Linked DNA regions of Mus musculus: all the other regions are linked to region 4. Evidence: chromatin contacts called from public HiChIP or PLAC-seq and promoter capture Hi-C data. All regions are on one chromosome and are shown on one strand. The core of a region is the stretch at or near the end of the contact, and the rest is flanking DNA. Distances in the headings are between cores, read along the strand shown.

Evidence for each region. Promoter capture Hi-C pulls out the DNA fragments that hold promoters and counts their contacts. HiChIP or PLAC-seq counts read pairs in DNA pulled down with a chosen protein or histone mark.
Region 1: a promoter capture Hi-C map of HPC-7-derived erythroid cells shows a contact between it and region 4, with 5 times the contacts expected there. The contact joins the promoter of Ptgs2 here to the enhancer-like site in region 4. A contact is called at or near these places in 3 of 39 promoter capture datasets (HPC-7-derived erythroid cells, cranial neural crest and macrophages), 1 of 15 datasets of contacts at CTCF or cohesin (the NIH/3T3 cell line) and 2 of 9 other capture datasets (adipose tissue and pancreatic islet).
Region 2: a contact with region 4 is called in an H3K27ac HiChIP or PLAC-seq map of the NIH/3T3 cell line, with 11 times the contacts expected there. The contact joins two enhancer-like sites. A contact is called at or near these places in 1 of 15 datasets of contacts at CTCF or cohesin (the NIH/3T3 cell line), 2 of 484 Hi-C or Micro-C datasets (bone marrow-derived macrophages and embryonic fibroblasts) and 1 of 115 datasets of contacts at active chromatin or transcription factors (the NIH/3T3 cell line).
Region 3: a contact with region 4 is called in an H3K27ac HiChIP or PLAC-seq map of the NIH/3T3 cell line, with 4 times the contacts expected there. The contact joins two enhancer-like sites. A contact is called at or near these places in 1 of 484 Hi-C or Micro-C datasets (nephron progenitors) and 2 of 115 datasets of contacts at active chromatin or transcription factors (the NIH/3T3 cell line and embryonic fibroblasts).

What each region holds. Positions count from the first base shown.
Region 1 is chr1:150,098,671-150,102,008 of GRCm38.p6, forward strand. It overlaps Ptgs2 (prostaglandin-endoperoxide synthase 2), which reads left to right and starts at 1,361. Exons shown (of 10, transcript NM_011198.4): 1 at 1,361-1,605; 2 at 2,304-2,420; 3 at 2,543-2,686; 4 at 3,321-3,338. The coding sequence starts at 1,554. It overlaps Ptgs2os (prostaglandin-endoperoxide synthase 2, opposite strand), which reads right to left and starts at 1,204. Exons shown (of 5, transcript NR_015466.3): 1 at 758-1,204.
Region 2 is chr1:150,258,565-150,261,769 of GRCm38.p6, forward strand. No RefSeq gene overlaps it. Among named protein-coding and RNA genes, the nearest start is that of Pdc, 59 kb to the right of the region's middle. Within about 2 kb of position 1,872, at least 9 of the 459 cell types and tissues checked have an H3K27ac peak or open chromatin away from gene starts, as enhancers often do. A contact at or near this core is called in the NIH/3T3 cell line, where this site is marked.
Region 3 is chr1:150,128,814-150,132,379 of GRCm38.p6, forward strand. No RefSeq gene overlaps it. Among named protein-coding and RNA genes, the nearest start is that of Ptgs2, 31 kb to the left of the region's middle. Within about 2 kb of position 1,413, at least 24 of the 459 cell types and tissues checked have an H3K27ac peak or open chromatin away from gene starts, as enhancers often do. A contact at or near this core is called in the NIH/3T3 cell line, where this site is marked.
Region 4 is chr1:149,812,228-149,815,893 of GRCm38.p6, forward strand. No RefSeq gene overlaps it. Among named protein-coding and RNA genes, the nearest start is that of Gm23535, 110 kb to the left of the region's middle. Within about 2 kb of position 1,949, at least 14 of the 459 cell types and tissues checked have an H3K27ac peak or open chromatin away from gene starts, as enhancers often do. A contact at or near this core is called in the NIH/3T3 cell line, where this site is marked.

The sequences.
Region 1 (3,338 bases), core at 111-2,610, 290 kb after region 4:
GACTAGAACAAAGGCCCTGGGTGACATGGAGTTTTAGTCACTGTGTCTCATGTAGCATCAAATTAGCTTGCACATGAAGCAAACAGTTAAAAAAAAATTCCATGAGTATTCTTACTTTCTGGGAGACTTCCGCAGAGTCAGGTATTTGCTAGAGTTTCCTAAGTGCTGCTTCTCATGGTCGATTGGATTCCCCCATGTGGATATTCTCCCCTTTCATTTTTGTTTTGTTTTGTTCTGTTTTGTTTTGAGCAGGGGTCTTGCTGTGTTACCCAGCCTGCTTCAAACCATTTTCCTGACTTAACTGTCCTCAGAATATAGTGTAATTTCACACTCTGTGTCATTTTTTTTATCCATTCACGCCAAGAACGTACAGTTTAGTTGAATTTTTTAGTTTCCTCCTTTTCTTATTTTGCTCCTTTTCGCTACTCCATCCTCACACCCCCTCCATGGCCAACACAAACACAGTAGGAAGATATCCAACACTATCAAAAACATCACCTCTCTAGGCAAATAATTTTTTATCAAACACTGTTTCTGAATGAAGTGAATTTTTTTTTAAGGTTAGGGAGAATAAGGCTAGTTATGGAAAAATAACTATTACCTTTTGATCCGTTGCCATAACATACTTTCTTGTAAACATGGACAGAAAAAGTTTTTAAAAGGTACATTTGAAAACAAATTCTTTCTAGTGATACATCCCGTGAAAAGAGTTGCTGATCAAAATGATAAAAGCTATGTAACAGCAGGGGGAAAATACCTTAAAGCAATGCTGTGGACACTTAGCATTCCGATGAAGTGGAGCTCAGCATCTGTCCCTGGGAAAGGCGAGTGCCAGGGGCTCCTGTGACTGCAGAACCCGGAGGGTAGTTCCATGAAAGACTTCAACCTAATTCCACCAGTACAGATGTGGACCCTGACAGAGGACACTCATTTCATTAAAAATAGAAGAAATTAAATTAACCGGTAGCTGTGTGCGTGCTCTGAGCAGCGAGCACGTCAGACTGCGCCCCAGTGGGGAGAGGTGAGGGGATTCCCTTAGTTAGGACCTTAGATCCCGGGAGGGGAAGCTGTGACACTCTTGAGCTTTTAGGCCCCCACTGGATGCGCGACTGGGAGGAAACCGGAGACCCCAAAGAGCGCCAGACTAGGCGCAGACTCAGCGAACCACAGGGCGCCTGGAGGGATGGAGAGGGCGGTGCAGCTCTCTTGGCACCACCTGGGGCAGCCAAGGGCAGCTTCCCGGCTTCCTTCGTCTCTCATTTGCGTGGGTAAAAGCCTGCCGCTGCGGTTCTTGCGCAACTCACTGAAGCAGAGAGGGGGAAAAGTTGGTGGGGGTTGGGGAAAGCCTAAGCGGAAAGACAGAGTCACCACTACGTCACGTGGAGTCCGCTTTACAGACTTAAAAGCAAGGTTCTCCCCATTAGCAGCCAGTTGTCAAACTGCGAGCTAAGAGCTTCAGGAGTCAGTCAGGACTCTGCTCACGAAGGAACTCAGCACTGCATCCTGCCAGCTCCACCGCCACCACTACTGCCACCTCCGCTGCCACCTCTGCGATGCTCTTCCGAGCTGTGCTGCTCTGCGCTGCCCTGGGGCTCAGCCAGGCAGGTGAGTTGCGCCCCGAGGCGCCCTGGGACTCCTCAGGCTCAGACCCCCTTTCTAGCAGTGTGGGCCTGGCTGTGTATTGGCAAAGAGCCTGGACTGCTTAAGTCCTGAGGAACTGCAACCCACTTTCAGGTTTCTTATTTGCTAAAAACCAATAGTCTTAATGGCTTACAGGTTGTCATTATGGTAAGACAATCTGATCAATACTTGTGAAAAGCATAGATGTGGGCAACTGAACAAGAGTGGCTGCTTTGAATACCTGTTAGAGTTTTTCTATCCACAGAAAAATCCAGAATACATTTTTAAAAATATATTTAAAATGCTAAAACTTGACTGTTTTAATTTTATTTTCTTTACACTAAATTTTGACTATTGCACTAGGTCGATCCATTTTAATATTTAAAGGGATGCTTAATAATTCTAGTCTGTGTGTCCGAGTTATTTTAAAAATGTTGGTAATGTGAACTATGAAGTTAGGTCCTCTGTGTTTCTTGCTTAAGAATACAAAGTTGCTTGCTATTTCCATAAACAGTTGATAAGACAGACTTAATTAAAATAATGACCTTTTTAAATCTGGGTCTACCTATGTATTTGTCAAACTTATCATTGTAAAGTTGACCCATAGTGACAGAATTAAATCCTTAAGTTAAGATGAGAACAACCAAGAGTAACTGACAGGATATCTTATTTTTTTAATGTAGCAAATCCTTGCTGTTCCAATCCATGTCAAAACCGTGGGGAATGTATGAGCACAGGATTTGACCAGTATAAGTGTGACTGTACCCGGACTGGATTCTATGGTGAAAACTGTACTACACGTAAGTTTTTCCTGGGGTATCTTCCTTTGGAATGTGGCCACATGTGTAACCATCATTCTGTAGATTTGTGTCCTATGGGGGAGGGGCCTGCTCATTCTTCCTCCTGCTTTGTCTCTCTCCAGCTGAATTTCTGACAAGAATCAAATTACTGCTGAAGCCCACCCCAAACACAGTGCACTACATCCTGACCCACTTCAAGGGAGTCTGGAACATTGTGAACAACATCCCCTTCCTGCGAAGTTTAATCATGAAATATGTGCTGACATGTAAGTACAACCCTCCCTTGTTTTCCAGCATCCTCCAACACAACTAGGCACTAGAAACCCAACCCCAAGAACTATCCTGACCTTTTCAAAGGGCTTGAAGTATACCTTTTCTAATCTGTTTTTCCCCTGAAATGTCTAAAATACAGTCATGAAAACCTGTAGTCTCTATTCTAGTTTTGACCCCTGTCCTTCATTCGTGTGGAGGAAGTGTGGTTCACTTGTTCATTGAATAAATACCCATGGCTCACAGAATTGTTCGGAACACATAGAATTGTTCTGAACCTTTGAAACAAATGGTTGACTAGGGTTTGGGTCAGAAGAGAAAAATAGCTGTCTGTAGTTATTGGTGAGGGCCATGCCCAAATGTCTCTGTCATCAGCTATGGAACAGGGAGTGGGTAGAAACTGAAAAGTCAAGACTACTGGAGCAGAATGTCCTGTGTAAAATTTAAGCTTTATTGAAGATGCATTTTCAGTGCTCTTTAAAGTTCAGCCATTGTACAGCAGGGTATCTTTGTCTGAAGGAAATCTAGTCTCTGTACTTGCTACATTGTACAATGATAATTGATATGCCCTTGTTGTTGTTGTTGTTTTTCATATGAGGACCAATGATTTTTTTTTCTTTAAAATTTCAGCCAGATCATATTTGATTG
Region 2 (3,205 bases), core at 622-3,121, 450 kb after region 4:
TGTGTGTATGAGTGTTCTGTCTGCCCATATGTCTGTACACTTGAAGAGGGCATCACATCCCATTATAGATGGTTGTGAGCCTCCATGGGGTTGCTGGGAATTAAACTCAGGACCCCTAGAAGAGCAGCTTACCTGCTGAGCCTTCTCTCTAGCCCCCAGTTTAATCTGAGTACATACTAAGAATGGTTTTGAATGTCCATCTATTAAATGTGATGCGTGTTTTCAAGAATTATCTAGTTATCCCTGGGATACATAAGAACAGAAATAAGGAACATGCTGAAGAGTTGGCTTGGCTGTTAACATTAGTTGCTCTTTCTCAGGACCCAGGTGGAATTCCCAACATGCAAATGTTACCTCACTACTGTCTATAAGTCCATTTCTACATGATCCAACACCCTCTTCTGGACTCCAGAGGCACCAGAAATGTGCAAGGTACACAGATGCACAAGCAGACCAGATGACTAATTAAGCAATATCAAAAAAATTAAAATTTCACAAAAAAGTAGAAATATATTAAATTTAGAGAGAAGTAAATCACGAAACAATTATGAGGTAGAAGAAATTGAGAGCCACAAACACAGAGGCAGTAGTTGAAGTCACGAGATGCATGAAGCAGGTAAAATGAACAAGGAGAAGGAACCAGAAAAGACACGCCCCACAAAAGCCCCACTAATGGTGGGACACTGATATCGAGTAGCTTGTAAGTAAAGGCTGAGAAGAGATATCCAGAGTCACATAAGAACCAAAACAAAATAGGTAGGGAAACGATGGGTGTCAGGGTTAAAAGATGGAGCCAGGAAGGCCATACTGGTTGTCTAACAAGGGACATGAAACAAGGGTCTTTAATTTAGAATGTAGGTTCTTTTCAATGATGTTGCCTAGAGCAAATGGGTTCATGTGTCTTATAAATCTGGAGTAGTTACAGAGAAGGGAAGGCAGGGACTGAATGCACTGGATGTAAAAATTACAGAAGAACTAAGAGGCAGAGATATACAACTTGACAGAGTTAGTGAAAATGAAAAAATGTTTTGAAAAAATTGCCTTTCCAACATTCAAATGCGAATTGAGACTAAATACTAACCTCACAGACTGTTAACTGGTAGCCCTCTGTGCTGGCTATGTACAGTGAGAAGCATCCTGTCATCAATAGGAATACAATAAAATTTATGGTGTCTGTTCTGTTTCACTTAACTGATACCCCTTTCCTTTGTGATATCTGTAACATTTAATGGCACTCAAACACTTTACGTGTAATTCTCAGTTCATTTGGCTGGTAGTGTGGAGTATAGGGACTTCAACTGACTGGTTGCTTCTCATTAGTAAAATGTCTGCCACGTCACCTAGTAATCCTTAAGAAATATATCTGTAAAGTAAATTAATAAGGACTAGATTTATTCTAACTACAACTGGCTAAATTCATCCTACATCCATGTTATACCCCAAAGATATTAAACTATAAAAAGTTGTTTTCTTTATGGAAATTAAGATCATGTCCCTGAGTCCAATATAGTAAATATATTTTCTTTTGTTTTTAGTTTTTATAAGGTGAATATTTTCAGTGGTTCAAGTTTCTATCATTGTTCATTCCTTGAGCATAAATTTTAAAACTACTCAAAACTGCCTAGTTGATCTAGACAGTCATACCCACTGCTGTTCAGCCCAGCAGATGACTAAAGCTAAGTCTAGCAAGTTTACCGAAAGCAATGCAAGTGGAAAAAAGGAAAAATTCACTTGATATTTGAAGTGGAAAAGTAAAACATGAGTCGGCTTTAAATTGTATTTTTAATATGCTTCGTATTTCCTAAGCTATAATTTTAGTGACTCATCTGAAATTATTGTGTCTGTGTTATTCAGGGAATCTCAGAAAAATGTACAGTCACCACTGAGCCCTCAGTAAATCAGGTATGGGGTTTTATGATATCTGTCCTACAGTAGTCAAAGCATTATCTGTGCTTATCTCCCAAGGCTAGTCAACATCACTTGGAGAATGAATCAAGCCATCTCCTTGAAAGAACTTAGCAATTTCCTGTGCCCAGATTGCAACACTATGGCTTGGCTTGTTTGTTAAGACACTAAAACTAGGACAATTTCTCTAATTATACCATATTACCCTTTATGTGCAAAATCAGTGGTGCTCAACCAGGGGCTACTGGGGTGTCTGACATTGATGACAATAATATTTAGAGATATTTTGGTTGTTGTAACTAAGGTGGCAACAGGTTTCCTATAGACATTTGGTGGATTCAGTTCAGAAATGTCAAAAAAATTCTCAGATGACCAGGGGAGTCCCCACAACAAGCAATCACCCAGTCCAAGAGATCAGTAGCATCAAAGTATGTGCTGAAACTGGTTTCTCAGCTTTCCGAGGACCCTCAGCATCCTTGGAAGCAAATCTCAATGCATTACCTTTGCATAGCTTTTCCTAAATCAACGTGCAGTACTAGCTTCACTGACTAAACTTCCTACCTATACATTAGATTTGATTTCATGGTGACTCATCTTGACAAACCAGTGAGAAATTCAAAGTTCAGGCTTGCTGCTGACACTTGTTTTTCCCTGATTATAATTTGAGTTCTATTATAAAAACCATTTCATAGATTTCCATTTCAAGAAATTTACTCTACAATAATCTACCTTTCTACCCTGCCTTTTTAAACTTCTCCAAACTTCATCGCCTGTACCAGTGGTAGCACAGATAATGTGTTAAAAAGTGTGAAGGAGCAGCTAAGTATTTTATTGTTCTTCTAGCAAAAATGTTTAAATAATATTTCTAGAAAGTCATATGGCCAATGTCAATTACTGAGTCACTTTAGTAAAAATAAATACACATTAAAAGGCTATATAGTATGGCCTCCAATATCAGCTAAAACTCTACCTCTAAATAAAATTGAAAACCTTGGTCTATTTTTTTCATCCACTTGCAAGCCAGTGATCATACCAACGACACCTATAAAAGGAACAAATGAAAGCAAAGGAAAGCTCCAAGTTAAAATAAAGTAGAGTTTATTAGCAATATTCTCATTCAAATGGTTGTCCTTGGTGGAGGGTCCTTTAAGAAGTAATCACTATATTAATTGACCATTATTTCCCTGGCTCTGAACAATCTCTTAATACATTTTTTAAGTGCAAAGATTCTCCAATATATATGGAGGAGTTCATCAAGGTCATGAATTGTAGGAAGTGGTTTTAAGGCTCAGAATAAGTA
Region 3 (3,566 bases), core at 163-2,662, 320 kb after region 4:
ATATGTATCAATGAAAAACAAAATAGAGTTGAGGATATAGCTCAATTGGTAGAGGGCTTGCCTAACACTCATGTGGTCCTAAGTTAGATCCACAGTTGCATATCAACCAAAGATATCTGTATATGCCTCTAATACCACTAGGTGGGAGGTGGAGACAGGAACATTGAGCCTTTACTACATTAAGCATTCATCAACTTCAGCTGGATGAGATCCTGTCTAAACAAAAGTAGAGTAGTGACAGAAAGAGAGAGGGAGAGAAGGAAGGGAAGGAAGGGGAAAGAGAAGGGAGGGAGAAGGAAGGAAGGGAGGGAGGGAGAAGGAAGGAAGGGAGGGAGGGAGAAAGGGAGGAAGGAAGAAAGGGAGGGAGGGAGGGAGGGAGGGAGGGAGGGAGGGAGGGAGGGAGGGAGGGAGGGAAAGAAGGAAGGAAAGATGGAAAAGGAGGAAGGAGAAAGGAAGAAGGAAGTAATAGAGGAACAGATTGAGAAAAAGAGAGGGGAGGGTGGGAGAAAAGGAAGGAGAGAAAGAAAGAAAAAAGAAGGAAAGAGCAAACATCCTGAAATAGAAATCGTATTAAAGGACATCAGGATAGAGTTGGAGGCCTGGAGCAGTTTTTGTGTCCCAGAACAGGAATTGAACAGAGACACACGAGTGGTAGCAAAAGCAGGAACAATTTGTTAAAAGAATGTACACTTTTGGGCTGCATGACATCTCAGTCATTAAAGTACTTGTGGTACAATAATGAGGACCTGCATTCAGTGTTTAGATGTCACATGAAAAGGCAGATCATGGTAGAACATGCTTGTAATCCCAGTGCTAGAGATCACAGGGCACATGCAGTTCACAAGTGTTGGCTTATCCTAGTTGGTGAGTTCTAGTCCAGATGACAGACTATGTCTCAAAAAACAAGGTAGACAATTCCCAAGCAATGGTACCTGAGTCTGATCTCTGCCCCCTACACATGTGCATTTGTAACCATGTCCAATGTGCAGATGTATACCATCACATATGAACGTACACATACACATAGACTTATACAAAGCAAAAGAAAGAAAAAAGAAAGTTCACTTCTAGATCGTGGGTGGGCAGAGTAGGCTAGAGTAGAGAATTTAACAGTTCAGTTGGCCCCACTGTACAAACAATTGGGGCTTTTATGTCACATTGTGTAAGCTTTGGGGGGGGGCGGCGTATAACATTTACTTTGCTAATAGCTCTTAAATGTCCACACACAATGGATGTTCTAGTGTTGTAATAAATCATGGGTCACCTTCAGACATTCCTGAGCACTTCTGCTCCTGTTCTTAGACTTTGTGTAAGCCTAGCGACCCTCACTCTCCACCCTACTTCCCTGCCTCTGAAATGCTTGGAGCATCAGCAAGGAACCTAGATGGTTAGAATGTGAGTGAGCAAGACAAAACTAGCTACGATGACCTCGAAGTGGATGCTACATACTGAGTCACCCAGAGCACCACAGGACTTACGGATGAATAGATTCTTCCTAAAATTCATGGAAATTCTCCAGAGGATAGACTTCGGATAGAAGTGTGACAAAGAGTAGTTCATGCATGCTAGATCCAGTCACCATTTTGATTGTTGCAAATTATAGGCTGGCTTCTCTTCTATCCTTTTTCTCTACGTTTGTTTTGTTGTTGGTTTTTTTTTTTTCCATTGCATTTGTCTCAGGCTGCCCTGAGATTCTTGATCCGATTGTCTCCATCTTCTGAGTGCCAGAATCCCAGCTGTGCACTTCGTGCTCTCAGTGTAGTGTTGTGTTTGTGAAAAGGTCTTGATGCTTGTGGACTTTACCAGGGGGATTTAGAGAAAAGAATAGAGGAAATCTTCAGGCTGGGATGTGGTCCATTCCCTGTCAGTGAACAAATAAAAGCTTTGGGTTAAAGGCCAATTTTATTTGGCAAACTTTATTGTCGACAGAACGATTTTATTGCCTTAGCTACCTTAGGGCTAATAGTAATATACAGATGGGCTTATGCAAAGTGAGCATGCATTTCCTTTTTCCACCCCGGCTGTGGATTATATTACAAAGCATTCCTGTGATGACTAAAAAGGAAGACTGCTATGAACAAATTATTAATATTCCCTGTTGTGAACTGACTTTCTCTTGTGGAAAGAAGGATAGTTGATGGCATTTCCTGATTACATGTTTGCATCTCCAGGACCAAAAAAAAAAAAATGCACTGCTCTGGTTTTAATAACAAATCCAAAAGGAAAGCTCTGGTGAGCCTCCTGGGATCATATGCTCATGTTGGCTCCATTACTGAGACTATAGAAATGGATGAGTCACGCTGACAGGCCAGGTTCTTACACCCATCCCAGCACTGGGGTAAACGTGCTGTGCCCACTGTCTTTGACACCCTTTTCTTTTTATTCTTTTCTTTTTTTTTCTACAAAGTACTCCTTTTATTTTTTGAGATAAAATTAATTATCTTCCCCTAGCCATTCCTCCTTCCAAACCCTATTATACCCTCCCATTTACCTCTCTTTGCTTTCTTTCATATTCATGACCTCTTTTTTAGTAATTATTGTTACCTACACACACATGATATATATACTCATAAATACAGATACTAAAATATATACACATATACATAAACACACACACATAGCCTGTTTGTTCTGTATGTGTGTAATATGTATGGAGTATGTATATATGTATATTTACATCCTTTTCTTATTCCACTCTTCTGTTTGTTGGTTAATTGGCTTTTGGAGATAGGGTATGGCTTTTTAGCCCAGGGTGCCCTGGAACTTGTGGTTCTCTTGCTTTGGCTCCCAATTGCTGGGATTACATGAACCACCACAATAGTGTTTATTCTATTCTACTGCAATTCAGAGTTTACACTCCAGAAATAGAGCTGTGGCAACACAGCACAGGTGTTTGGATTCACAGCTGTAGGTTTGTATGAACCTGGCTCATGTGTTTTAAAGCTCACTAGACTTTTTCCTCTTTCTCAAGTAGGATAACTAATGAAACCAATGGAAAAATACCAGTAAAACATGAAACAGAGGGAAGCTATGATGATATTTTAGGGAGTTGATGGATAACACCCTTCTTTTCTTTCTTCAACTGTTTACATAGAGAGAGTCAAGAAAACGGAAATACCTTTTAAACCAGTCAGATCATGTTTGTATGTTCAAAATGCCGCAGAGGTTTTCAATCCCACACCCAAGAAACGCAAAGTCATTATAGGTCTGTCCTGCCCTGAAGTCACCCTTCCCTCTGCTTGCATAGCTCTTCCCTATCCATGCTTTACCCTGGATTCCTTCTGACTCAAACTGCTCCTTTCACAGATGCCTATGGCTTCTCTACACTGAGGGAAGGAAACAGCATTACATTAGTCTCTGTCCTAAGTGAGCTGAGACAAAAGAGAAGCTGGGCATTTAATGAATAAACTAAAAGTATATAATTGTGAAGTTCAATTAGCACCATGGTAGAAAATGTCTGTGATCTGAGGGGAAACAAACGGAGTAAATCATGAAAGTGTCAGGTGAGGGCTCTACAAGGAAGTATCACGTAGGATGGGAATAGAAGACAAATAGCACAGTCAGAA
Region 4 (3,666 bases), core at 699-3,198:
TGCTTCCTAACCTGCTTGAATTCCAGTCCTGACATCCTTTGGTGATTAACAGCAATGTGGTAAATGTAAGCTGAATAAACCCTTTCCTCCCCAACTTGCTTCTTGGTCATGATGTTTGTGCAGGAATAGAAACCCTAAGACACAAGTCATACATCATACTGAAGTGAGGGTGAGACATCGAAAATGGCAACTATAGGACTAAAAAAAGGTCTAGTATGGCTGCTTCCTTTTAGACACCATGACAAAATCTGTCCCCTTGCCTTTCAAGCCTCTAAAAGACAGAGGGGTTCTCAACATGAGGGTTGCAACTCCTTCTAACCTTCCAAGAAAATATAGTTACTTTATAATTTATAAAATGAGCAAAATTACAGTTATAAAGTACAAGTAAAGTTTATTTTATGGTGGGAGGGTCACCACAACATGAAGGAAGAGAAATAGTGCTCTAAGTCTGTATTCTGAAAGCCGTTTTCTATTTTGGCAGTATACTCTGAGATCCTTGGTTTTTCCTCTCATCTCTGGCTCTCCTGTCTTTCTCTTTCTTTTTAATAGGACCACTGTGGGACAGCAGAGGTGTCTCAGCCCATAAAGGCACAGGCTACTCTTCCAGAGGGTCCCTGAAGTCTGTCTCTCCAGTTCCAAGGAGATGCAATGTCCTTTTATGGCTTCTTTGGGAACTTCACACATATGACACAGACATGCAAGCAAAAAAACTCACACACACACAAAACAAAAAATAAAGGGGAAAAAGAGATCCATGTGTTTACATTGAGCCTATTTCTTTAATCAGATTCATCAAATCACCTTTCTCCCATAAGGTAAAGCATTCACACTTTGCAGAGATGAGCTCTCTTCAGAGGTCTAATAATCCAGTCATCCTCGATGAACTGAGTCAAAAGGGCTGGGCATCCTGACTCCTGTGAAGTGGAAATCAGTCTGAACTTCATTCAAGATTTAATGATCACCATCATGGTTCAAACTATTGATATTGTGCACTAGAGTAGCTAAAGAGATATTAATAGATAATATGTAGATCAAAATAGTATAGTAGTTTATTTTGAAATGTTTCCCACAACCCAGTTCTATCATTCTCTGGGTGTATAAACTTGGGTCACTAAACTGAAACTTTTTTTGTTCCCTTCCTTCCAGGAGAAGGATAAAAAGGAGCATTAATAAATGTATACATAACATAATTTGTAGATCTATTGTATTGCCTGATGCCATCACAGCTCTTTGGTAATGGATGAATGCAAGAAGATCTAAAGTTGACTTTTAATTATAATTGAGTGAGACTGTTGCATATGTCAGAGAACACTGTGGGTTAAAGTCAAAAGTCTTCCTTTTTGACACGATCTTTGGTGGTGCTCAGATTGCTTTGCTCCCACACGGTTAGGTGGTAACAGCTCACAAAGAGGATTCTGAGCAATTTCTAATTGTGGTAGTGATAATTTAGAGCTGACTGACAGACTGCTTACAGTTCTGCCAAACTCAGATTGAAATGTTTGTAGGTTTTATCTGCAATAATCCTCACCGTGACCCTCAGAGTGCCCCTTAAGATATTTGTCATCATTAGGCAAGATTCTTCTTATGCTAAGGCTACTGACTCACTACCTGTTGCACAAAACTGATTTGCTAATCAAGAGCAAATCAGTTTGAAATGGAATGTAGTAAAATGCCAGGAAATGCCTCAAATCACTCACCTAAAATGTAGAGCTAAGAGAGGCTAAGTTAACGTAAGTACCTCGTAATAAACTTTTCAGTGTGATTAATTTTATTTTTATAAACTGTTTAAAAAGTTTGGAATCAGAAGGCCCTGAGGGCAGGGTAGCAGCCTAATCTGAAGCTTTAAACCAAGCATTTGTAATCATTCTTTTTTCTGCCTTACACTTCTGATGTAGAAGATAAACACTCTTGTAGCTCTCAGATGAATCATTCTAACCACTGCGTCTAGAGGATTCAGTAAAACTCAGACCAGAGTCAGACACTCTGATGTCTGACAAGTAGATTGGAGTGAACAGGGAAAACCTAGCTGGAACAGAATTTGCCAGGATGAACCCAGTGGCCTCTAAAGTGTCTGACAACACAGACTGGAAAGCCAGATTCTCTCCATGAACCTGTGAACAAACCAAAGACAGAATTCAAAATATGTACTCATGCATGAATACATAGGCTAAAATAATCTGAAAATTCATGAATATGCATTGTTCTTTGAGAGCTAATATTTATGATAAGCCATAAAATAGTTATTTTTCATTATTCTGAGACACAGTGCTTCAAGAACAAGTAGTTAGCCAGGTGGGTTGGCACATGCCTGTAAAGAGTGCCATTAGTGAGTTTGAGGCAAGAAGATCAGGAATTCAAGGTCTTGCAGCCTACATAGTGAGTTCAAAGCCAGCTTGGGCTATGTCATAGTTATGTCTCTACTGCTGTAATAAAACACATAATGCGAAGTGACTTGGAAAGCAAAGGATTTATTTTACCAGACAACTCTCTGGTCTCACCCCATTACTGAGGAAAGTCGGAGCAAGAACTCAAGGCAGGAACCAGGAGGCAGGAATGGAAGTAGAAGCCATGGAGGGGTGCTGCCTTGCTCCCCATGGGTTTTTCCCCGTGGGTTGCTCAGCCTGCTCTCTCATATTATCAGGATCACAGAATAACCTGCTCAGGATTGAAACAACCCACAATAAGCTGGGCTCTCCCATGTCAATCATCAATAAAAAAAAATGCCGTACAGGCCACACCTATAGAGGTATTTTCTGAATTACTACTAAAATTCCTTCTTTCTACATGACCCTAGCTTGTGTTTAATTGACATAAACCTAGCCAGTTCAGGCAACATGAGCTATATGAAAGTATCTAAGAGAAAAAAGAAAGGAAATGGGAAGAAAACTATCCCTTGTATTATTTAATAAGTACTGAAATGATTCTTTGTAAATTCTTTCTAAAGAGTCAAAACTTTGAGTTTCTCATATTATTGAAATGAAAACACTGAGAGAACAAATAGAAAAGTTCCCCTTCTTAATGTTATCCTCTTTGTGTTAACTGGAAAAGAAAAGTCGTGTGGGAGGAGTTGGGGCTGGGGAAGAACATATTGTAAAGGAAAACCGATCTTCAATTAAAAAAAAAAAAAAAAGAAGAAGAAGCCAGGAAAAAGGGCAGAGCTGTCCACATGTGCAAGCAAGAAGATCACTAGATTACAATGTCATTGAACATTTCTGAGTAGCCACTTTGTTATTTCATCCTTGGGTTAGCATCTGACACTACAGCCATAGGCGGGTTACTTGAAAGTCCCTGACAGCATGTGACATTTGTAAAGCTTTAAGGTTGCTTTGCCTGTGTGTACTAACCTCTTTCCAGCAGCTACTGTGAGGTGAGAGAGAGCAATCACTATGAATGCAAAAGCAGATCAAGTGTGCTACGTGAAAGTGGTGAATCTTTTCTATGGACATGTGGGAAACGCATGCCCTCTCCTGAGAGAAAGGTGTCAGCCACAGGAGGAAATATTCCTTGTTGCAAGGTTCTATTTATTTGCTTCTTAATTACTTAGTTCAGATTATGTGATACTTCATGGAGAAAGATAGTGATGATTAGAGTTTGAACACCTACTGACTACTTTGACATTACTTACGGTGTTTCATGACTCAAAACGAAGACATTCTTTCACTTTCA